4 separate regions of the Mus musculus genome follow, and all the other regions are linked to region 3. Evidence: chromatin contacts called from public ChIA-PET, Micro-C and promoter capture Hi-C data. All regions are on one chromosome and are shown on one strand. Each heading gives the region's core, a stretch centred on a gene start, on an enhancer-like site or on the middle of the called end of the contact. The rest is flanking DNA. Distances are from core to core; before and after follow the strand shown.

The links. Promoter capture Hi-C pulls out the DNA fragments that hold promoters and counts their contacts. Hi-C and Micro-C count contacts between places; a contact is called where the count stands out from the background. ChIA-PET counts read pairs in DNA pulled down with a chosen protein or histone mark.
Region 1: a promoter capture Hi-C map of the HPC-7 cell line shows a contact between it and region 3, with 2.4 times the contacts expected there. The contact joins the promoter of Nmur1 here to the promoter of Itm2c in region 3.
Region 2: a contact with region 3 is called in an RNA polymerase II ChIA-PET map of memory CD8 T cells, with 11 read pairs. The contact joins the promoter of Sp140 here to the promoter of Itm2c in region 3. A contact is called at or near these places in 1 of 39 promoter capture datasets (pre-B cells), 1 of 115 datasets of contacts at active chromatin or transcription factors (memory CD8 T cells) and 1 of 9 other capture datasets (liver).
Region 4: a Micro-C map of embryonic stem cells shows a contact between it and region 3, with 3 times the contacts expected there. The contact joins the promoter of B3gnt7 here to the promoter of Itm2c in region 3. A contact is called at or near these places in 1 of 484 Hi-C or Micro-C datasets (embryonic stem cells), 1 of 115 datasets of contacts at active chromatin or transcription factors (memory CD8 T cells) and 1 of 9 other capture datasets (adipose tissue).

Annotation. Positions count from the first base shown.
Region 1 is chr1:86,386,157-86,392,068 of GRCm38.p6, reverse strand. Nmur1 (neuromedin U receptor 1) reads left to right here and starts at 3,928. Exons shown (of 2, transcript NM_010341.1): 1 at 3,928-4,756; 2 at 5,356-5,744. The coding sequence starts at 3,928. The coding sequence ends at 5,744.
Region 2 is chr1:85,599,282-85,605,086 of GRCm38.p6, reverse strand. It overlaps Sp140 (Sp140 nuclear body protein), which reads right to left and starts at 4,384. Exons shown (of 17, transcript NM_001013817.2): 1 at 3,896-4,384. The coding sequence starts at 3,927. It also overlaps a transcript of Sp110 not described here.
Region 3 is chr1:85,892,782-85,898,234 of GRCm38.p6, reverse strand. It overlaps Itm2c (integral membrane protein 2C), which reads right to left and starts at 3,725. Exons shown (of 6, transcript NM_022417.3): 1 at 3,446-3,725. The coding sequence starts at 3,571.
Region 4 is chr1:86,299,107-86,304,743 of GRCm38.p6, reverse strand. It overlaps B3gnt7 (UDP-GlcNAc:betaGal beta-1,3-N-acetylglucosaminyltransferase 7), which reads right to left and starts at 1,523. Exons shown (of 2, transcript NM_145222.2): 1 at 1,190-1,523. The coding sequence starts at 1,200. It overlaps Gm28626 (predicted gene 28626), which reads left to right and starts at 684. Exons shown (of 2, transcript NR_151592.1): 1 at 684-780; 2 at 1,126-1,681. Gm16341 (a long non-coding RNA gene) reads left to right here and starts at 2,974. Exons shown (of 3, transcript XR_387210.3): 1 at 2,974-3,416.

The DNA.
Region 1 (5,912 bases), core at 2,679-5,178, 490 kb before region 3:
TAATATAAAAAGTTAGGAGAGAAAATGAAGCATTAAGTCAGACACAGAAAATCCCTGTGGACAAGCAAGATCTAAGGCCTGGTCTGGGGGGTGGGTAGGGATGTGGGGTGAGAGTAGAGGGGTAGGGTGGGGGTAAAGAGGGAGGGGTGAGAGTAAGGGGGGAGGGAGGGAGGAGTGAGAGTAAGGGAGTAGGGGTAGGGAGGGAGGGAATGAGAGGAGGGAGGGAGGAGGTGTGGGATTTTATTTCAGAATCTGACCTGGATGGTAACTTTGAGAATTCGTATGGGAAAAACCCCAAAAGGGGCTTCCAGGATGCAGATGCCTGGCTCTGCTGCTTGAGAAGACTTGGACCAAAGGGTCAGCCATATTGCCCTGGATAAGTAGGGTGCCAGGAGAGCCTTGTGGGTAGCCTTTTAGAGCTGGCTCCAGGCCCAGAGTGCCATGAAATACAGTCCCAGGAGCACAGAGATCCTGGCATTTTCTGCTTGTCCCAGCGTGAGAGGCCATGTGTTCTCCCCCATCAAGTAGGGTTGGGCCTAGTGCACACACTGAGCCCCAAGGGAAAGAAAGGCAGCACTTCCTGCCCCTCCAGCTCTAGAGGGGTGCAGGTTCTGTTTTGTTCATTTGTTTAGTCATGTGTCCTATCCTGACCCTCTTTCCCCCTCCCCCACCCATTTTTGAAGATATGGTTCTCTGTGTAGTCCTGGCTGTCTTGGAACTTATGTAGACCAGGCTGGCCTCAAACCTAGAGATCTGCCTGCCTCTGCATCCTGAGTGCTGGGACTAAAAGCCTGGGCCAACACCACCAGGCTTACCTGCCTTCTTTAATCCTCATAAGCGGTTAGGAGCAGGACAGAGGTCAGCGGGAGGCTCAGGAGCTGGGTTCTACTTTGGACTCCTGCTGAGGAAGCTGCCCCACCCCCAGCGGTTCTCAGGAGGGGATGGAAGGCTGTGAGCAATGCACTCACTTCAGCTCCAGGAGTCCTACCCATGCACCAGGACTTGACACAGTGCTGTCCTGAAGATCTGGACCCTGGTCTAGGACAGCCACCAACCGCCATGCTCGGGAAATGGATAGACACACCCACAAAATCCAGAGAGGCTGCCTCAGGACAGAGCAGGCAGGAGCAGGTGCTGCTGGCTCTGCTGGAACACCTTGCCATGTGTTCTGAAGCTTAGATCCTGACCAAGGACTCTCTGGACAAAGGATGAATAGAGGCTGCAACCATGAGAACTAAGGGCCCTCCTTTTTAGAGCCGTCCTTTAGCATGGTGGCTGCAGATGCTGAGCAAATGACACAGCCAGTGCAAGGGACAGTGACTGGTATAGGCCATTTGTCTTCTGTAAGTCATTCTATAGGGAACCATGTCATTCCCCCATCCTTTATGAGGTTTGAACATTTTCAAAAGGCCCACAGGGGGCATGTGCAATGGTGTGTGTGTGTGTGTGTGTGTGTGTGTGTGTGTGTGTGTGTGTGTGTGTGTGTGTGTTCCAGAGATGGGAGCACAGTAAGAAATGTTCTTCACTGGGGCTGGTGAGATGGCTCAGTGGTTAAGAGCACTGACTGCTCTTCCGAAGGTCCCGAGTTCAAGTCCCAGCAACCACATGTTGGCTCACAACCATCCATCATGAGATCTGACTCGCTCTTCTGGTGTGTCTGAAGACATCAGCAGTGGGCTTACATATAATAATAATAATAAATAAATCTTAAAATAAAACAAAAGAAGCATTCTTCACATACTGTGAGGCTATAGCAATCTGGTTTTGAGTGACACTGAGCCTTGTCATGACCAATCTAGCCCTACTTGGTCCATCTGCAGCGGAATAGGAAGCTTTCAAAATTCTTTCTCCCAAGGGCTCTGAAAAATAAGTGCCCCAGAGTTCCCAACAATCTTCTAAGCCAGGACTGTTTATAAATGAAGTTCTTAAGAAGCCAGGGATTGAGGGGGGCGGAGCAGAGGAGGCAATTTCATGGTGAGGAGATACTGGGAAGCTGAGGGGACACTGAAGACAGAAATGCAGACGGTGAGTGTGGCTATGACACCTGACTAGGCTTTTGTGTGCTCCTTTGAGTGAAGAAGTGGGTCGGGACAATGCTCGGGGAAAGAATCGGTGTGGGAGGAGGTGCTGAAAAGAGAGAGGGCGATTTCCTTGGAGGAGACTAGTGCTTGGACCCCGGGGCTGGAAACCCCTTATGAGACTGTGTGTATTGGGGGGATTGCTATCCTGTGAGTGTACAAGTGGAGTCACGGGGATGAGACTCTGTAGGCTGCTGACTTTCAGGGGCTTAAGGGGTGCGTAAGAAGGTTGTCTGAAAATGTGGGTCAGAAAGAATTGCAGGACACGGAACAAGTCCTGCTCAGTCGGCGTGCTGCAGGTGGGGACAGCATTTTAGACCCAAGTCTCACGGACTTCCTCTCTCTGGCTCTTTTTTTCTTTTCTTCTCACCTGTAAAATGGGATTGTTGTCTAGAAAAAGAAGACACTCTCAGCTCCGGGTGATTCCAACAGCTAGCTAGTATGGTTTGGATGCAGGTAGAGTCCTTTGGGAGTGGTCCTAAGTACTCCAAGCTCCGGGGTCAGCGTTGCCCTCTAGTGGCGATTTTGTGAACAACAGGCGAAGCAACCAGGAAGGCGGGGAGGGCAGCCTCTGTCAGGTCGCCTTCAGCTCAGCATCTATCTGTCAGTGGGAGCCAGGGCGCACAGGACCTCCTGGGCAGAAGGCATGGTAGGTGAGCGGGATACGGGCCCTGACAGGAGCGGCTCTCAGAGTGAGATGGGTGGAAAAACTCTGTGAGACATTTGGGGGTTGTGGGAGAGACCTCTCAGTTAGTCAGTTTATTTCTGTCATTTTTCTGATGACTGTCGTCTCAGCGCTGCTCTCTTGAACCTGGGCTGTCACCTGCCCATCCCCAGCTCCTCTCCGTGAGAGTTCCGAGAGTGAGAACTCCAGGTCTAGTAGGTGCAAAGAATATAAAATATTTAGACTGGGAGTGATTCAGGTGACAGAAAACAGAATCAAATTTGGGTCAAAGTACAGTTTTTTAGCTTTTTCACTCCTTCACTTAACCCCTACGGTGGCTTTCTCTTCACACCAAGGTCACACACAGCGTTCTGTATGTCAGGTCTGCCATGTGTCGATGCTTTTTGTGGATTAAATACCGGGATCTTGCACCTGGAGTTGGGGAGGTCAGGTCTGCCCTGGCAGTTGCTTTAGGAGCCCCGGCTCTTTAAAGACCAAGCAATACTGCAGTTGCACCCACTTTTCTGAGGTCCACATCAAGTGGCTCTCCTGAAGTCTGTCTTAAAAGGGAGACAGCCAAAGGAGATAGCCAAGCGTTCTTGGAAAAACCTGGCATTTCTTCAAAGATTCCAGTAGATTGTAAAGGGCCAATCTTATCATTTAAAAAGTATTTCATTTGTGTGTGTGTGTGTACTTGTGCATATATACTGTTTGCATGTATGTGTGTAGAGGATAGAGGATAACTCTTTGTTGTTGTTGTTGTTGATTGGTTTTTTGTTGTTTGTTTTTGTTTGTTTTTTAGACAGTGTCTCTCTCTGTAGTTCTAACTGTCCTGGAACTTGCTCTGTAGCCCAGGCTAGCCTCAAACTCACATGAGACCTGCCTGCCTCAGCTTCCTTCGCGTTGGGATTAAAGCTGCGCACTACCACTGCCCGGCCAATTTTATTATTTTCAAGGTTTGCACTCCGGATACTCTGTAGTTGAAATGCACTTTAGTGGGTGGCAGATGCTTTCTTTCCCAGTGGCATGTGACTAATCAGTCCTCTACAGTGTGATAACTTAGGACAGAGCTGGGATTACCTAAATGACTTCTGGGTATCTCCCCCTTCTATCCTACAGACTCCTCCCTGCCTCAATTGTTCCATCTTTCCTGGAGCGCTCTCCCCAAATGCTTCAAGGAGCCCCCTGGTCTGCAATATCAGTGAGTTCAAGTGGCCCTATCAACCTGAGGATCTGAACCTTACCGATGAGGCCCTGAGGCTGAAGTATTTGGGGCCACAGCAGATGAAACAGTTTGTCCCCATCTGTGTCACGTACCTGCTGATCTTCGTGGTGGGCACTCTGGGCAACGGGCTGACCTGCACCGTCATCCTGCGCAACAAGACTATGCGCACGCCCACCAACTTCTACCTCTTCAGCCTCGCTGTGTCCGATATGCTGGTGCTCCTGGTGGGCTTGCCTCTGGAGCTTTATGAGATGCAGCAAAATTACCCGTTCCAGCTGGGTGCGAGTGCCTGCTACTTCCGAATACTGCTCTTAGAGACCGTCTGCCTAGCTTCAGTGCTCAATGTCACAGCCCTGAGTGTGGAGCGTTATGTGGCCGTGGTGCGCCCACTCCAAGCCAAGTCTGTGATGACACGGGCCCATGTGCGCCGCATGGTGGGGGCCATCTGGGTCCTCGCTACTCTCTTCTCTCTGCCCAACACCAGCCTGCATGGCCTCAGTCAACTAACTGTGCCCTGCCGGGGGCCGGTGCCCGACTCAGCTATATGTTCGCTGGTGGGTCCCATGGACTTCTACAAGTTGGTGGTACTGACTACCGCACTGCTCTTCTTCTGTCTGCCCATGGTCACCATCAGTGTGCTGTATCTGCTCATTGGGCTGCGGCTGCGGAGGGAGAGGATGTTGCTCCAAGTGGAGGTCAAGGGCAGGAAAACCGCAGCAACCCAGGAGACCTCCCACAGAAGGATTCAGCTGCAAGATAGGGGACGGAGACAGGTGACCAAGATGCTGTGTAAGTCATTGTTGAGGAGAAAGCTGAGCTTCCTCCAGTCTGGGGAAGGAATTGAGCTTCCAGGGTATTGTTTGCTTGCTTGCTTGCTTGTTGTTGTTATTGTTTTGAGAAAGGGTTTCAGGGCTGGTGAGATGGCTCAGCAGGTAAGAGCACTGACCACTCTCCTGGAGGTCATGAGTTCAAATCCCAGCAACCACATGGTGACTCACAACCATCCGTAATGAGAAACTAATAATAATAATAATAATAATAATAATAATAATAATAATAATAATAATAAAACAAAAAAAACCTATGGGCCAGACTTAGCAGGGACCAGAGCAAGTGGGGCTTGGGGTGGAGGGAGCGAGGCCAGAGAAAGACAGAAAAGGGAAGAGGGAAAAAAAGAGAGAAGGAGTTTCTTTGTGTAGCTCTGGCTGTTCTAGAACTTGCTGTGTAGACCAGAGATTCACCTGCCTCTACCTCCAAAGTACTGGGATTAAAGGTGTGCACCACCACTACCTGGCTCTCCTGTCTGCTTTTCTAGGACCGGAAGATAGTGAGCTGTAGATGCAAACTCTAAGCATGATGAAGATCAAATCTCTTCTCTGTCCTTGCAGTTGCACTGGTTGTGGTATTCGGCATCTGCTGGGCTCCATTCCATGCTGACCGTATCATGTGGAGCCTGGTGTATGGACACTCAACGGAAGGCCTGCACCTGGCCTACCAGTGTGTCCACATTGCCTCTGGCATCTTCTTCTATCTCGGCTCAGCAGCCAACCCGGTGCTCTACAGCCTCATGTCTACTCGCTTCCGAGAGACCTTCCTGCAAGCCCTGGGCCTTGGAACCCAGTGCTGTCATCGCCGCCAACCCTATCATGGCTCCCATAACCACATCAGGTTGACCACAGGCAGCACCCTGTGTGACGTGGGCCACAGGAACAGCAGGGACGAACCTCTGGCTGTGAATGAGGATCCAGGGTGTCAGCAAGAGACAGACCCCTCCTGAATAAAATTTGGAAGGAGCCTTACCCACAAGGCCAGAGGGCCTCAGAAAGTCTGGGGAGCTACAAAAGTGGTTTCTGCCCTGCCCACATATTTGAGTATTGAGGGAAACAGTAAGAAAAAGAGAATTGAACCCCAATTGCCCCCATTGAAGGCCTGAAACACTGGCTCA
Region 2 (5,805 bases), core at 3,135-5,634, 290 kb after region 3:
CCAAATGTCACAGGAGAAATGGTGCTTTCTTAGGACATCTGCAGGAGCAGAAGTAGCCCTGACTGAGTCCCTGTTGGGGGCATCACACACCTTCGTCTCATCTTTTCTATTTTTATTTTGAATTATGTATGTATGAGTCTGTCTCAGTGTGCTTCCTGCACGCAAGTACAGTGTCCATGGAAGTCAGAAAAGGCTGTCTGATCTGGAGTTGGCATGAGAGGCAGTTGGAAGCCCTAGGATAGGTGCTGGGGACCCAACCCATGCCCACTACTAGGGCAATACGAGTGCTTAAACCTGGGCCATCTCTCCTATCGTGTGTGTGTGTGTGTGTGTGTGTGTGAGAGAGAGAGAGAGAGAGAGAGAGAGAGAGAGAGAGAGAGAGAGGGAGAGAGAGAGAGAGAAAGAGAGAATTTGCATCCATTTCTAACCAGCTCAGTAACCAACAGGAACAGAAAGGGTTAAGAGCATCACCCACTCCCCACCTGCTCATCTTTCACTTCCTCCCTCTGAGCTAGGAAACTATGGGGACCTGACCTAAGTAGGACTTGTGGGCTCAGGCCAGAGCTGTCTTCAACCACAAGACTGGGGAGATCAGCAATTGACAGGATCAGGTTTGAACTTACTCTTAATGATCTTTCTTGGACAGAGCTGTCCTTTAGAGTGAGCGTTAGAAAGAGAAGAGAGGTCAGAAGTCACAATGAACCAGCCACTCCTACAGGAGCTCACAGGAAGTCCACACAGCACCAGACAAGCTCTGGGACAGAAGCAAGGAAATGAAGCAGAGTGTGGAGTTAGGGCGACCATAGAACTCTCTGACAGCTAGCCTACTGCAGAGAAGGCTGTGTAGTGGCTATTCCTGGTTGTCAACTTGACAATATTTGGAATGAACTACAATCCGGAATTGGAAGGCTCACCAGTGACCCTTATCTGGAGGCTTGGAGATCCTTATCTGGATCTTGGTTTGAAGATCTTCAGCCATAGTGGCTATGGATTCCAGAAGATAGAATCTCCGAGTTTAAGGAACACACCTTTAATCGGGGCTATGCCTTTCATCTGGGATTAAAGGTGTGGTGGAACACACCTTTAATCTGGGCTATGCCTTTCATCTGGGATTAAAGGTGTGGTGGAACACACCTTTAATCTGGGCTACACCTTCTGCTGGAGACAATATAAGGACATTGGAAGAAGGGAGTCTAGCTCTTGCTCCTTAGCCTGCTTGCTGCGTGAGAGTAACTGCTAGATCCTTGGAGATGTAAGTCATCAATAAATTCCTTTACTATCTAGAGACTATCCATAGTTCTGTGACTCTAGAGAACCCTGACTAATACAGAAGTTGGTACCAGAAGTGGTTCTAGAGTAACAGAAGTACAAGGATGAATCTTTTAAAATACTGGAATTGGCTTGTTGATCCACCAGCACTTTCAACTATTGAAACCTCTCCAGATTCTCTCCCTCCTGGGAGCTCAGAGAATTTTGAAGACCCATGGTTGAAACTATATTCCGAACTTAAAGAAGCTAATGCCCTTGATTTTCTTAATGAATTAGGTGATTCAGTGCACAAAGCTTTCTACAAGATGGGGAAAAAATCAGAAAATGATTTTACTGGCTGGCTGCTCTTAGTATCTGTGGAAAAAATGATGAATGAAAGGAAGGAGTTGTGTGATAAAATCGAAAGGCTCCAGACACAAGTAAACGATCTAAAAGTTGCCAAGTGTGTCCTTGAGGAGAATCTTCTCTTTTGTAGCAATAGAGCTCAAGTTGCTGAAAATCAAACGAAAACTCTCATTGTAAGATTGGCTGAATTACAGCGAAAATTCAAGTCTCAGCCTCAGAGTGTGTCGACAGTTAAAGTAAGGGCTCTAATTGGCAAAGAATGGGATCCTACAACATGGGACGGGGATGTGTGGGAAGACCATGTTGAAGCTGAGAATTTTGAATCTTCAGATTCTCAAGGGTTTTCCCCACCTGAGGAAGTAGTACCCTCAGCCCCACCCCTTGAAATAATGCCTTCCCCACATGAGGAAATTAATTTTGTAGAGTCTGATAAACCAGCAATGACTTTCACTACTGATGTTTCTCAAGGCCCACCAATAGTTTCTTCTAGACCTGTAACCAGACTCAAAGCAAAACAGGCTCCTAGAGGGGAGGTAGAAAGTGTAGTCCATGAGGAAATTCGCTACACTACTAAGGAGCTTAATGAGTTTGCTAATTCATTCAAGCAGAAACCTGGTGAATATGTGTGGGAATGGATTTTAAGGGTGTGGGATAAGGGTGGAAGGAACATAAAACTAGAGCAGGCTGAGTTTATTGACATGGGTCCTCTGAGAAAAGATTCTAGGTTTAATATGGAAGCTCGCATAGTTAAAAAAGGTGTCAAAAGTTTGTCTGAATGGTTGGCTGAGGTGTTTATCAAAAGATGGCCTACTGGAAATGACTTGGAGATGCCTGATATTCCGTGGCTTAGTGTTGATGAAGGGATTTTAAGACTTAGGGAAATTGCAATGCTAGAGTGGATATATTGTGTAAAGCATAATTGTCCACAATGGGAAGGTCCAGAAGATATGCCTTTCACCAGCTCTATAAGACGCAAATTGGTGAGAGGGGCACCAGCACATTTGAAGGATTTTGTTCTTTCCCTTTTCCTTGTGCCAGATCTTAGCATTGGAGATGCTTCTGCTCAATTAGATGAATTAAATTCACTGGGTTTAGTTGGATTCCGAGGTAACAAGGGCCAGGTGGCAGCATTGAATCGCCGGAGACAAGGTGATTCTAGTTATTATAATGGACAGCGTAGACAAAAGAATGTTTATAATAACATACCCAGTAATGGTCAGCACAGGAGAGGTGAAATTTATAATGGCATGACTCGGTTGGACCTTTGGTACTGGCTAACCAATCATGGTGTTTCCAGGAATGAAATACATAGGAAGCCTACTGCATATTTGTTTGATCTGTATAAGCAGAAAAATTCTCAAACAATGAAAGAAAGGCTACATTAGATAGTGGTAAACAGCCAAATGAAAGAAAGGCTACATTAGATCGTGGTAAACAGCAATCTCGGCCAGTGAATCAATTTCCAGACTTGAGACAGTTTGCAGATCCAGAACCCCTTGAATGAAGGGGTGGCCAGGTTCCGCTGAGGAAGGATCTTGATAAGACACTCAAAGGTTTTGCTGTTACCCTTTCTCCAGTTCTTCCCCAGAGGGACCTACGGCCTTTTACAAGGGTAACTAACTGTACACTGGGGAAAAGGAAATAATCAGACTTTTCGGGGTCTGCTGGATACTGGTTCTGAGTTGACACTGATCCCAGGGGATCCCAAGAAACATTGTGGCCCTCCAGTTTAAGTAGGGGCTTATGGAGGGCAGGTGAGTAATGGAGTTTTGACTGATGTCCAACTCACAGTAGGTCTAGTAGGTCCCCGGACACATCCTGTGGTGATTTCCCCAGTTCCAGAATGTATAATTGGGATAGATATACTCAGAAATTGGCAGAATTCTCATATTGGTTCCCTGAACTGTAGAGTGAGGGCTATTATGGTTGGAAAGGCCAAAATGGAAGCCTTTAGAGTTGCCTCTGCCAAAGAAAATGTCCAACCGAGTCATGCCTTTATAAATTTCACCTCTCCTGTGCTGAGCATTACTGGGTATGTTATTATAAACATTCTTTTGTCTCCGCTGTCCATTATAATAACTAGAATCACCTTGTCTCCGGCGATTCAATGCTGCCACCTGGCCCTTGTTACCTCGGAATCCAACTAAACCCAGTTCTTCTTTTCCTTATGAGATCACTGTCTCAAATATCTGTGGGCCTTGGACCCAGCCTGGGCGGCCCTAGTAACACATTTAAAGGCAGATCTTAGCAGAGACAAGGGACAAGAGAGAATGGGACTTACCTGCTGCTGAGTTCATTGTAGCCTCCTGCCATCCCCTACACAGACTCCAAGGGACCCTGTTCAGGGTAGACCGAACCCCCTCTGAGTCTCTGGGAAGCCCAGAGAGAACTCCTTCAGGGGCCTCCAAAGAGGAGAAAAAGGAAAGTGAAATTGCTTAACTATGACAACACTGCACTAAGGCACTGCCCTCCACCCCCAGTCTCTGCCCCAGAGGGGAGGAGCAAAGACAGCCCAAGTCCCCAGAAACCTGGGACGCCTGCTGCCTTCTAAGGAAAGAAGGTGGAAGGGTCTGTTTCAGGGAAGGGCTCAGAGCTGTCTAAGGCCAGCTGGCTGTTAGGATAGGAAGGAAGTGGTCCCTTAACCCTAAGCGGGGGCGGTGCCTGGAAAGACCAGGAAGAGTTAGATTGTCTGCAGTCTCTCAGACTTGGAACTGTCCTGGCACCCTAGTAAGTCAGAACCAGAGAAGCTGGGACCTGATAATTGAGCAGCAGAGTAGGAAAAGTCGGGTGTGGCTTCATAAAGTTTTTGAAGCTTCTGAAGGTAGCTAGAGCAAGAGACCGCCCCCAACCCCGCCCACACACCTCCAACCAACCAAAGGCAAGTGCAGAGAATCCAGGCAGAGCCGCTTGCTAAGGTGTGACACTGACAGCGAGGCAACACAGGGCTTCAGCAATTTCACCATGGTCTTGAGAACAAGAGGCATCTCACAGAATTCGGAAGTGGATCACAGCCGAGGCTATAGCCAGTCGGGGACAGTATCATTTTTGAAGAATGGGTGCCTTACATTTACTCTGCACAACTGTTGCTCTTATCTGGAATGCTCATTCTCATTCTGTAAGTTAGAAAACCAGCCTGAAGTGGAAAGGTAAAGAAACAGGCGTAAAGATGCAAATAAAACAAAAGCAACCAACAGAAGCCTGGAAATAACAGGCAAAACAGAGGCAGAGACAAGGTGGCTAGGGACGAGGGCCTGTCCAGGGCTCCAGGCTCAGACCTCTGCTGAAGAGGTACAAATTACTGACCTGCAGGAACAGGTCCCAAGAGTACAGGGATGCAAACAAAGCCATACACCAAAAAAAAAGTACACTTTATGTCTTCATTTATATGGCATTTCTGCGCCGGTCAAACTTAGCTGTGTAACCGATGATCTGTGGTTCTCTGGGGCTGGAATCTGAGAGGGGGTTTTCTGCCAAGAACAAGGGGATTTTAGGAGGGCAGAGGACTTGGCCTGTGTGATCACTGTGGCATGATTATATTTGGTAAAGTTCACCAAAATCATCACTTTAGGTAAATGCATCTTTAAAACTGTGTTAAACGTATAAGTCTAATGAGCTCTCACGTGGTGTGAAATACCAGGTGAGGTTTTACCATCATTACTGTAGTCCTAGTATGTGTGACTCCAAATGAAATCTTTGCCCTTATTCATATCTGTCTGATGTAATAACTTTTCTTGCTTTAGAGGTTTCTCGAGGGTAGGGTAATTTTCTGACACATAAGCATGCTTGTGATTCTTGTGCAGACTCTCTCTCTCTCACACACACACACACACACACACACACACACACACACAAGCATTAATGCACACTCAGTCCCCATCCCTGAGACACTCTGGGCCAAGCCTCTACACACACACACACACACACACACACACACACACACACACACTCAGTCCCCATCCCTGGGACACTCTGGGCCAAGCCTACTGTTCTAACTGTACTTGGCTGCAAATTCTACCGTCGGTGTCTCCATAGGAAGTACAGAGAAGCTCTGTCCTGTGTGGGCTAGCCTTGGTTCAAATCTAAAGTCCCAGAGGCCTCGTGGGTATCCTGGGGGTGGGGAATTGGGGTGTCTTGTGGATCAAATACATTTGGGAAATATTAGACGGGGTTACATAGAACTCTTCTCAGTTG
Region 3 (5,453 bases), core at 2,476-4,975:
GACACACACACACACACACACACACACACACACACACACACACGAGTGAAATCTGATCTACAGGTATTTGGGCTGAGGGAGGGGGATACTCAAGGGCCATTAATCAAAGACAAATGTCAATGAGAAAATGACAGAGCTGAGATTACTGAATTTAATGTGTTTGCTTCTTACGCCCTTGCCCCCACCCCCAGCCCCGGGGCCTGTCTGTGTGAGCGTATGTGTGTACAGACGGCTAACGGGAAGAGGGATGAGAATGGGGGATAGCCACTTGATTGCATGCTGCAGTGGGGGTTGGGGGTGGGGGATGCAGGGGTAGGAGAGGTGTTGAACACAGGCTTCGGTGACTAGCTTCCCACCAGGGGCCATGGGGGGGGGGGCTGCAGGTTCCTCATTATCACCGTCTAACACGTGGGATGTTGGGTCACTGTAAGCCCAGCTGGCTCCCCAACTCCACCCCTTACCCAGTTTTCCTAGGAACTTCCTTCCAGTCTCAGGTCTGGGGGACAAATCTTATTTCAGTATTTGCCCAGAACTAGGGGCAGGCCCTGAAGAAGGTTGGTTAGCTGCAGCCTTCCCCTACCCACACCACACCACACCACACACACACACACACACACACACACACACACACACACACACACACCAGGCCAGGACACAGGTTGGCAATAGCCCAATGCTGTCATCTGTTTGAGTGGTCCTTCTGGGGAATCACAGGTTAGTCAGACAGAAAACCCAGGAGGGACTCCAGGGTCATTCCCAGTTAAAAGAGAACCTTTAAATCCAAGAGACCTTGCATAAAACAGCTCCCAGGCCTCTGATGAAATTGCCTATCCTGCTAGCTTCTTGGCTTGTATCTCAGTGCCCTGACAATGGCTCACGTTCTGTCTTGAACTAGCTGTATAACGGGTCTCTACCCACTCTTACTGCCAAGCCAGGCACTGGGTAAGAGGAAATATGCCTGGCAGCATTGTAGAGCAAGAAGAGACTTGCAGAAGTCAACTGTCTTACACGGTCCTAACTGCAGCTGGGCTAGGCAAAGCCAGCACACACCACCAAAGGCCCCTTCACACCAACTCAGACCTTAGGCAAGCTGTGTCGTGTGAGTTAGCCAACAAGCGGTTCTGTAGGTATTTCAATCCCTCCTCCTGACTGCCAAGTGTGCTTCCCTGAGCTCCTTACTACCCAATGGTGATAAGGGTGGTGGCTCAGCAGGCCCTAGGCCATAACTAACAGCACGCATGGCAAGACAAAGTTGATATTTCCATTTCACGCTGGGGGAGGGCAGGACGCGCTGCTTAGCTTTGAGAGTCTGATAAAAGCAGGAAGTTGGATGATGGTTATCACTCACATTGTACTGGCGGCAGAGAACAAAACTAGCCACCGTCAAACATTCTGCCTATTCAGAAATGGCTACCGAGAAGGGGTAGGGATGTGAATAGTGGTGAAAAAGTATCCTCACGGGGACTAAAAAAAATTATATAAACAGCTATTTCAGGGATGCAGGCAAGCAGCCACCCCCACCCCCAAACTATGAAGGAAAGCTCTTTTCAACAGAAGAAGAGATTGAAGGTTGAGCACTTGGCCCACGAAGACAGACATTGGTCTTTAGAGGGCTGTTGCTGGGGAAGTTTTGCTTGCATAATAAAACCTCTTTTGTTTCTGGGGCACCTCTCGTCCCCTCTGATCTCTTCTACTACACAAAAATCAATTGCCTGGTCCTTTGAGGCTCATAGTCTCTGTCTGGTTTCTTCGTTATTAGTATGTGTTTTGTGTTAATCTGTATACTGTCACATTATTGCCTAGACTTATATAACCAAGTCTTCCAAGGCTAATGAGAAAAATTATAATTTCTTCACCCTTGGGCTCAGCCCTCCTATCCGACACCATCCATCAGCCAGCTGCCCTAGTGTGTGCCCTGTCAACGTTGACTCTGCTGGGACTTCCTTCTTAAGGGGGCGATAATGATATTCCTGAGTTGTTCAAGTTAGTCCTTCCGGCTCCTTAGATCACCCTTAGACCCATGGCTTTAGGCAGCTGGGTTCCAGTTCTATATCTTCACTGGGTACCAACAGACAATCTGCCACTTATCAGTTCCTGGGCCCCCATATCCAGACTAAGAAGAAGAGAGGAGGGACCTTCTTGGAAGTAATAAGGAAACTTAACCCCAGGGCAAACTTTTCAAACTGCAAAACAAAGTCAAGTATGGGGTGTCCCTCTCCACCTAGGCTTCAGACACCCTTCAACCCCCCCCACCTGGTTGGCCAATGAATTCTTGTTGGTGTCTGAATTGCTCGGTGCTGTAGTGACTAGAACAGAGCTGCCTGAGTCCCTGGCATCACCGTTTCTGCTCAGACTGGCCCACTGCATGACCCCCTCTTCCAGATCATTCCCCACGAGTTCCTCATATATGCCCAGGCAAAGGCAGAATCAGAGCTTCAAAACTTGATCCGGGAGGAGGAAGTGGAAGGGGCTTTTTTAGGTTCGGTCTGGATCGAAAGGCCCGGCTTGGTGCGCCCCAGGACCGCTGGGGGGCGTGTGACAGTGGCCATGAAAACACCCTTACTGAAGCAAAATGAAACTCGGCTGGGTCCGCTTTTCCGTCACCAGTCCTTCCAGTCAGTGACTGCCACGAGTCCTCCCCGACACACTCCACATAGCATAGTTTTCCATGGCGGAAATGACCTGGATCCCCTCAGCCAGGGGAAGGCGGGGCACACCAAGGCCAGTCCACACAAAGCCAACTGAGTGACTATAGGGATGTCTAGGGCACTGGGGCAGTAAGGAGCCCACTCAGCAGATGGTAACAACGTAGCTGGAAGCCAGAGAAGGAGCTAAGAAGTAGGGCCCGCAGGTGTGAAATGGGAGAAGGCTCATCACTGACTTAGGTCTGCCAGTTCCAACAGTAACCTCCACCCACCACAGACCCCATTTGAGGACCAAAACAATGGCACCTCCCTTTCGTTACTAACCAGAGATTCCCCAACCAAATTCCCCAACCAATCAGGCCTCATCACCTCCCCCCTTCCCGGCCCCGCTTTGGGGGAAACTACGTTCAACCCTCCTCCCCTCCCCCACTCGGGGACTGGCTTCCCGGCCCCTGCCCCTTGATTGGAACCAGACGCAAACCTTCACCAACATTCCCCAAACTTTCATGGGTCCGCCACCTTCCCTTATCTTGGAACTTCGCGCCCAGAAGCCCCCACTTTTGGAAAAGACCCTGTGTGCGTTCCCACTTAAGGACCAGTTCTGCTTTCGACTACCGCTGTGGGGAAGGTCCTGAGACCCTTTCCCAGATGCGGATGGAGCAGCCTTTTCAGACCTCTCATCCCGCTTCCGCTCGTGACTCTGAGGTACCGCTGGTCGTGGCGGCCACTGGGGAATGCCTAGGTCCCTCGATGACCCCCCACCCCCGCCCCGCCCCCATCTGAGACCCGGAGCCTCTCACCCTCGCCGGCGTCAGCAGGATCTCCGCGGCCGGGGCAGATGCCGAGGCCGGACCAGACGCCGCTGCTTTGTCCGCTTTATCAGCCTTGATGCCCGCTACCGCGGGCTGGAAACTGATCTTCACCATGGCTGCGTTGACCTGCGCCTGCTCCCTGCAGCCCCTGCCAGTGCAACCTCGATCGCAATGCCTGCTTCTTGCTGCGCCGCAGGCACCGGAAGTTTGGATGGCTCCGGAGTCCTCGCCTCTGTCCCCGCCCCGAACGCGTCCCGCCCCGCCTTCCAAGGAAGGACCTGACGCCTGCGCCGAACTGCACCGGGCAGCACTGTAGCTGAAGAATGCTGAGATTTCCTTCCACCTCTTGCTTATATTCATTCATTCAGTCGTCGCGCAAGAGCTTGGACCCCTTCCTTCTCCCTGCCCATGACTAGCATCCTCACATGTAGTTTAACACGACGTTGCCTGGCAACGTGCTTCTAACAAACTGCATCTCCCTCCTCCTCGATATCTTTGATTATGTTGAGAGAAGACGCAGAGTAACTAACTGTTCTAAGCTTTCCTCCTCCAACATGTGTTAGGCTGGAAAGGGGCATCAACTCCAGACGCCTAACTGCTTGCCTCTATCCTGAATTCTAAATCCATCCCCACCGCCTTCATTCTCCACCATGCATCTTTCTCTATCCTTCATCCTGCAAAACCTTCAGGGAGTGGAGGTGGGTAACTTGAGGTGCATAAGACCTACAATACCTTGCAGGAGTGGAATCGTGACTGGAAAATATGACAAGAATTACGGGGGGCTGGGCCAGAGGTTTTGGGTTCCAGTCAGGACTCTGCTCCTGCAGTGTATCACCGGGTATTAGGAAGAAGCCAAGATTTATGTTGCAGGGCCATCTCTTGACAACAAAGTCCTAGATCTCTCCTCGCTGTTCCCAATCCAGGCTGTGATAGCACCGAGCCTGCCGTGCTTGGCGTCAGTTCTACAAAGGTGCTGGTAATGGGGGCCGAGCATTCTGCTGGCGTATTGAGGACAGTCCAGTAGGCTCTGCTGCCCTCTCCTACCTGTCACGGCTTGGACAGAGTTGCCTTAGGCACTAGACCATTGTATCTCGGTTTAGATCTTGTATGAACCAGGCAGTCCAGGAGATACATAGCTTAAGGCAGTAGAATATAAATGGTAAAATGTATAATGGTAAAAGATGTAAATGGTGCGAAGGCCACTGGCACTGCAGGAATTGAGAGAATAGAGAGATGCATTACATGCAGGAAAGGCAAATCCATTACCAGAGTAGATGCTTACTTTGGTAAGGACTAAGCACTACCCTTTCTATGAAAGAAGCGGTCCAATGTAGGTGACCTGCCACCAGGGTGCTGGCTGGCCAACTCAGGGAATGGTGGCCAGTGACGGTCACTGCTGGTGTGGCAGATCTGGCACTCAGCTGCAGCTGTTACCAGATCACTTCAATGAGTGGAAGTCCATATTGCCAGTCCAGGTATAGTTTCCATCTCTATCGGCATGGCCGCTTGTTCATAGGCCCATTGGACAATGACAGGGATGGCTGGGGAAAGAGGCTGACTGTCCACAGAACGGGCCATCTGTCTACTGGAATACTGGACTCCTCCCCTGCTGAAGTCACCTTTTGATGAGCACTACATAGTACACAGGCATGTCACATCCTCTTGCACGCGCCGGACTCGACCAGCAAGAACGACACTGCAACAGGATCTTTCTGCACACATTTATTGGGAGAGCTTGATTGCAGAGGTGAAGAGACCCCAAGCCCAGAACTGGTGCTGCTTATATAGGCCTAGAAGAGGCGTGTCTCACACACGGATTGGTTATGCACTAAGCCTCATTTGCATGTTCCTCATCTGATTGGCTACTCTCTCTCTCTCTCTGTACCTCACAGAGCCTCATTATCATACCTCATTTGCATGTCTCACATCTGATTGGTTATACTCTCAAAGCCTCATTATCATGTCCGGGCCAGGCAGTGTCTTTGCAAAAAACTTT
Region 4 (5,637 bases), core at 274-2,773, 410 kb before region 3:
CCACTGTCCATCCCCTGAGCTCTGGTTTTTATTTTTAGTTCACATACATATGTGGACAGCAGTATCACTTTGAACCAGTCACTCTAAGGGAAAAAGACAGTATCCTTGTTGCAGCTTTTGGGGAGTCTCCTTGTGGGCTGCAGTGGGGAGTGGGTTAGCAGCCCCCACTGACTCAACAGAAGCGAGCCTTTCTTGCTCTAATTGGGAAGTCTCGAAGGGAAGTGGACAGATCCCATCACGACTCCTTATCCTTACCTTTATATTCTACACAAAGCAATGAGGTGCCTAGCCCTTCAGTCCTGGGGACGAAAACCCACTTTCCGGGGCCCCTACCTGGTCAAGTAAGCCCAGCACACCCTTTTCAGAGGCAGAAATCCTAGCTCTTCTCAGGAATGATCCTGCCTGTGCCCCCTTCCCCAAGAACCTTCCCTCCTTAGCTCACACTGGGAGACTCATGACTTTCCAGGACTGGGCCAGCAGAGAGATGGTTCTCACCTCCAAGTCTGGGAGGTACAAGAGCCAGGGGCCCACGAAGCACGTAGTAGATAACGCCAGGTTTTAAGCCTGCGGAGGCGCAGGGTGAGTGAATGTTAAGTCCTCCTACCCACATTCATCGAGCTTTCCTCAAGAGCCCCATGACTTCCTGGTTACCAGGTTGGATGGAGAAAGACAGAAATGACTGGAGGCGCGCTGCTGGGAATGGAAGTAAGAGAATTCTGAACCCAGTACTCCAGTCCTCAGGGTTCTAAAGAAGCTCCACGTCGTAGCTCCGGAGTCCGGGTAAGAACCAGCCTCAGGGCCCTGGCTCGCACATACCAATCCACTCCATTAGTAAGAGCAAAGCCGGGGAAGGAGAAGGGTCGAGGCGGTCCGGAGAAGAGGCCACAGGAGGGAAGAGGGACCGGAGGGGTCGGGTGTGTGTGTGTCTGCTAGTGAAACCCCAAGGCTAGAGAGACGTTGCATACAGGCTGCCGGAGTCGTGGCCGCAGAGCCAAGCGTGCGCCTCGCATCTCCCACATCCCATCTGCCGCTCCGGCGGCGCGCCCTGCTCCGCATCTCCCGCCACCCTCGCTGCCCGGGGAAACTGGGGTCGGCCTCAGGACACCTAGCGTGCATCCCTTGCAGTCTGCGGCCCCGGGAGGAGGTGAAGCTCGGAGGTACTCTGCGCCCCACCGGGACCCCGACTCACCACAGAGACATGGCGGCCCGGTCCAGGGCAGCTGAGCGGGGCGCACGGATCACAGCTCTGAGCGCCGCGGCTGGGGACAGCGGGACGAGGCCGAGCCGCACCCCCGCTGAGACTTTCTTTTTTTCCCTGCGGCTGGAGGAGGGGCCTCAGGGGCGGTGGCCCAGGTAGGTTAACCCTTTGTGCCCCGGCTCACTGTGGGGACAGCAACTCCGTTCAGCCCTGGCCACCTCAGAGGCACGCCCCACGGGAACGCGAAGGGAAGAGCCAGAATCTCAGAGACCTTGAAGATCGCCAACATCCTGAGGCGGCGACTTCCCCGCTGCTGGGCCTTCACGGGGTCGCCCGCCTCGCCTCCTTCGGGACACGTGGGGACGTCGGACACCGCCCACCTCCACGCCCACCCGGCGCCTAGCGGCCTGGTTGCTTCCTTCTGGAGTAGCCCTGGGTGTGTAGAGTGGAGGGAGGTGGATAAAGGCTGTTTCCCTAAAGTTACCTTATCTCTGCCCTGTCTACTTTTCTTCTTCCCGGGCTCGCTTAGGCCTGGGCGGCGATCTCAAGAGAAGATGATGCTGGGTTGCCTGTGTTAGACCCCCAGCCAGCTCAGGTCAATCCAGCTCTGGGTTTCCCACTCTTTCTGCATTACCACCCCCCAGTGAGAAGGCTTATTATCCTCTGCAAAAAGTCCATTCTTTTGCTAGCGTGTTCGCATGTGCTTTTAATCCCAGTTGGTGGATTTCTGCGAGTTTAAGGCCAGCCTGGTCTACATGGTGAGTTCCCGGCCAGCAAGGTCTCCCTAATGAGACTCTTGTCTCAAAACAAACAAAAACCTCCTTCTTGTATTGCCAACAAATCCTTCACTTAACCGCACCCCCACTTTTTTTTTTTTTTTGTCTCCAGGTTTTTATTATTCTGCGGTGTGAGCACCATTTTCTCTTGGGAGTGGGCTACACACCACAATCACAGTACAGGGAGGGAGGGGACACCTTGATGCCTCCTCTGGGTGACTTGGGAACATTTCTGGTAGATAAGGCTGCTTACTGGTCCTTCTGTCATCCAGATGTCTGGGGGTCTGGGGTCGCTTCAGAAATACCCACAGGACTTTTTACATTCCAGCACTTCCTATCTGTCAAGCCTGGTTCTAGGTCCCCGGCATCAGTGGCTCACTTGGTTCTGGAGACGTGTGCTATGGTTTGTTCCTATCTTACCAGGAGTTAGAGTCAGGGACACACACCCTTAGATGAAGTCACAACCTTACTATTCAAACCCAGGAGGTCTGCCTGGCTCAGGAGGTGGTCCCTGAGTCCCGGCTCAGGCATTTCTATCAGATAGTAGGACTGGGGAACTCAATACCTTTCTGCAATGCTGTTCCTCTCCCAGGGAATACAGGGAGACAGAAAGTCCCAGGGAGTCCTAAGGGTGAAGATTACTTTTGTCCTTCCCTTAGCGATCCTTAGGCTCGGGTGTGTGCTTAAACAAATAGTGGAATTTTCTGGAATTTGTAAGCTCCAGTCGGAAATGATGAAGGGCCTTCAGATGAAAAATTCAGAGGAGAATCCTGGGACAATGCCCCTTTTAAGTCCTCAAGAAGCCCTGGCCTGAAGTGTAAGTCTCACAGGCCTGGCTGCCTGCCCCTAGGAGTCACTGCAGTCCCACTAGTCCCAGGTCACACCGGTCCTCAGTCTTCAGTCCTGGTTGTCTTAGCTTGGTACTGGCTACCTATCCCTGTCTCTGCTATTTCACCCAGGATATTGTGGTTTGTTTTGAATCAGGGTCTTGGCATGCAGTTCAGGCTGGCCTTGAACTCCAGATCACTTTGCCTTAGCCTTCTGAACGATGGGGGTTATAAATGTGCCAACACAGCTGGCACACCCAGGCTTTGGGCGTCTCTCTTTTTGCCCTGTAAGTGTGACTTTGGGGAAGAGCAGGTGCTCTGTCTCAGCTCTCCACAAGGTGCCTTGGGGGAGACCAGCCCTCTTGGCCTCTGATTCACCCTTCATCCCAGTGTGGCATTTCTCCAGGTGTAGGTGAAGGTGGACACAGGTGTTTCTGGTAAGGGCTGAGTGCCAGAGGGTTGGGGGTTGGGCCAGTTTTCCCCACTTCCTGGCTGCTGCTGGGGGGCAGCTGGCTTATCCTCTTGAGACCTCAATTTCCTGCCAATGCAGAGTTATGTGAGATGACAGAGGAAGCAGACACACCAGTGTCCCCTACACGCTGAGCCTTATGACAGGTGGGTGCTTTTGATATTATGATCACTAATATTTGACCTATCCCAGGGGATCCCAAGGGAACAGGGAAGCAGGGGAAGTGGGGAACCGCCCAAGGTCACCTTGGGTTTTTCAGTTGAACTGGTCAGTTTGTCAAAGATCTTTTGGTCTGTGAATTCAGAATGGGGAAATGTGTAACAATGAAGTACATGAGTCCTTGCACGTGTGTGTGTGCGTGTGTGTTCCCCAGGCTCTGGTCACTTTCCAATGTCACCCTATTCTTCTTTCACTGAGCCACAGGTCCCCATTGCTACTCAGAACCACAGTGACTCCCCACCCCCACCGTTGGGCTCCCTTAGTCTGACTCCCTCCACCTGTCCAGCCACGAGGGCATAGCAGCCGGCTAGGGACTGTCTCAGAACAACTGGAGTGGCTGAGCAAGGCCAGTCTGCCAGTGGACTCTGCCACTGCCCCCCATGCTGTGGTGAGAGCTCAGTGGGAGGAGACCGCAGTTCCAGGAAGCATTGGTGTGGGTGGAAGAAGGGATTGAATAGAGTCCTTAAACCAGCAAGTCATTTTCTGAACGTTCTCTTGCTGCCCCAGAAGGGGTGCTCAGTGACCTAGCATATAGAAGTACATCAAGAAACACCCTTTTCTCCTTTCCCACTCCTTCTTTGGATAACTTGCTCTCCCCAGCTCCCATTTCCCTCTCCCTGTGACTTCTCCCTCCCCATTAGGTCTGCAGAGACTTAAGATGGAGGGAGAACTGACCCATGAGAGGGCATACTGGGTAGATATTGTTGCGAGACAATGTAGAGGCTGCCCTGGGTCAGAAAGAACAGGGAAGTAGAAAGTAAGGAACCATGGGAACCTTGGAGAGAGTCTGCCATGGGCAGAGACTTGGAGCTAGTGGCCGAAGGACTAACAAGCCCTGTCAGCTGCAGTCACTTTAATAGTTGAGGGCATGTGAATTAGTTTTAGTGAGTGTTACATTCCAGGGGTAGCCACAGCTGGGGCTTCAAATTCAGCTGTCTACACTCACAGCTGGAGGCCAGTGAGGCAGCGCTGGGGCAGTCAGAGGTCAATGGCTGGTAGGAAAAGAGTTGCCTGACAAGAAAAAAAATTGCATGGCTCCTCTGTCCATCCCAGACCAGCTCTGTGGAGCACTACCCTGGTCTGGAACTTTCTATGATGGGTCCTCTGTGACTTCAGGGCTAGCTGTTGGTCAGGGTGATCTTGAGAATTGCCCTGACATGTTTTCCTATGCAGACCTTGAAAGGAGTTTCTCCAAGCTCAGAACCGTGGTAGGATGCCTGCTTTGCATTTTGTTCTAGAAGTTTGCAGTGGGTAAGTCTGGGTCTGAGATGATATCTGATGAGAAAGTGTTAAGAATGAGGGCTGGAGAGATAGCTCAGTGGTTAAGTGCAGTGACTGCTCTTCCAGAGGACCCGGGTTCAATTCCCAGCAACCACATGGTGGCTCACAACCATCTGTAACAGGCATCTGATACCCTCTTCTGGTATGTCTGAAGACAGTGATAGTGTGCCCACATACTGAGCCTTTAATTCCAGCACTTGGGAGGCAGAGGCAGCTAGATTTCTGAGTTTGAGGCCATACTGGTCTACAGAGTGAGTTCCAGGACAGCCAGGGCTACCTACACAGAGAAACCCTGTCTAGCAAAAACAAACAAACAAACAAACAAAAGTGTGAGAGTGGAACCTCTGGTCCTCATAGGAGTCCAATACTGAGAACCTGACACAGTACAGGGTGGTGCTGAAGGGGTCAGGGAGAACCCAGGGATGCTATTCAGGTCAGCACTGGCAGAGTCCCCACAGGTAAATGGTCTGGTCTCCCCCACATGGAGGCACGGGAGGCAGGATCTGGAGCAGGGGAATGCTAAGGGATGAACAGAGGGGACGTATTTCCTTGGAGGCTGGCTCCCCTTTATTATTTCAATTTTAAATGTACACTTATATATTTAGTGTGTGTATGTATGTGTGTTTATGTATATATGTGTGTATGTATGTGTGTGTATGTATGTGTGTATGTATATATGTGTGTGTGTATGTATGTGTGTGTATGTATGTATGTATGTGGTATGTGTGTGTGTCTGTATATGACATAAACCTGACAGGTGAGATATAACAGCTGAACCATCTTACAGACAGACAGAGGTCCTCTCTGTAAGTCAGGGGCCCAAGAAGGAGCAAGGAGGAGATGGGAGGAGATGGAAGAGCAGGGGAG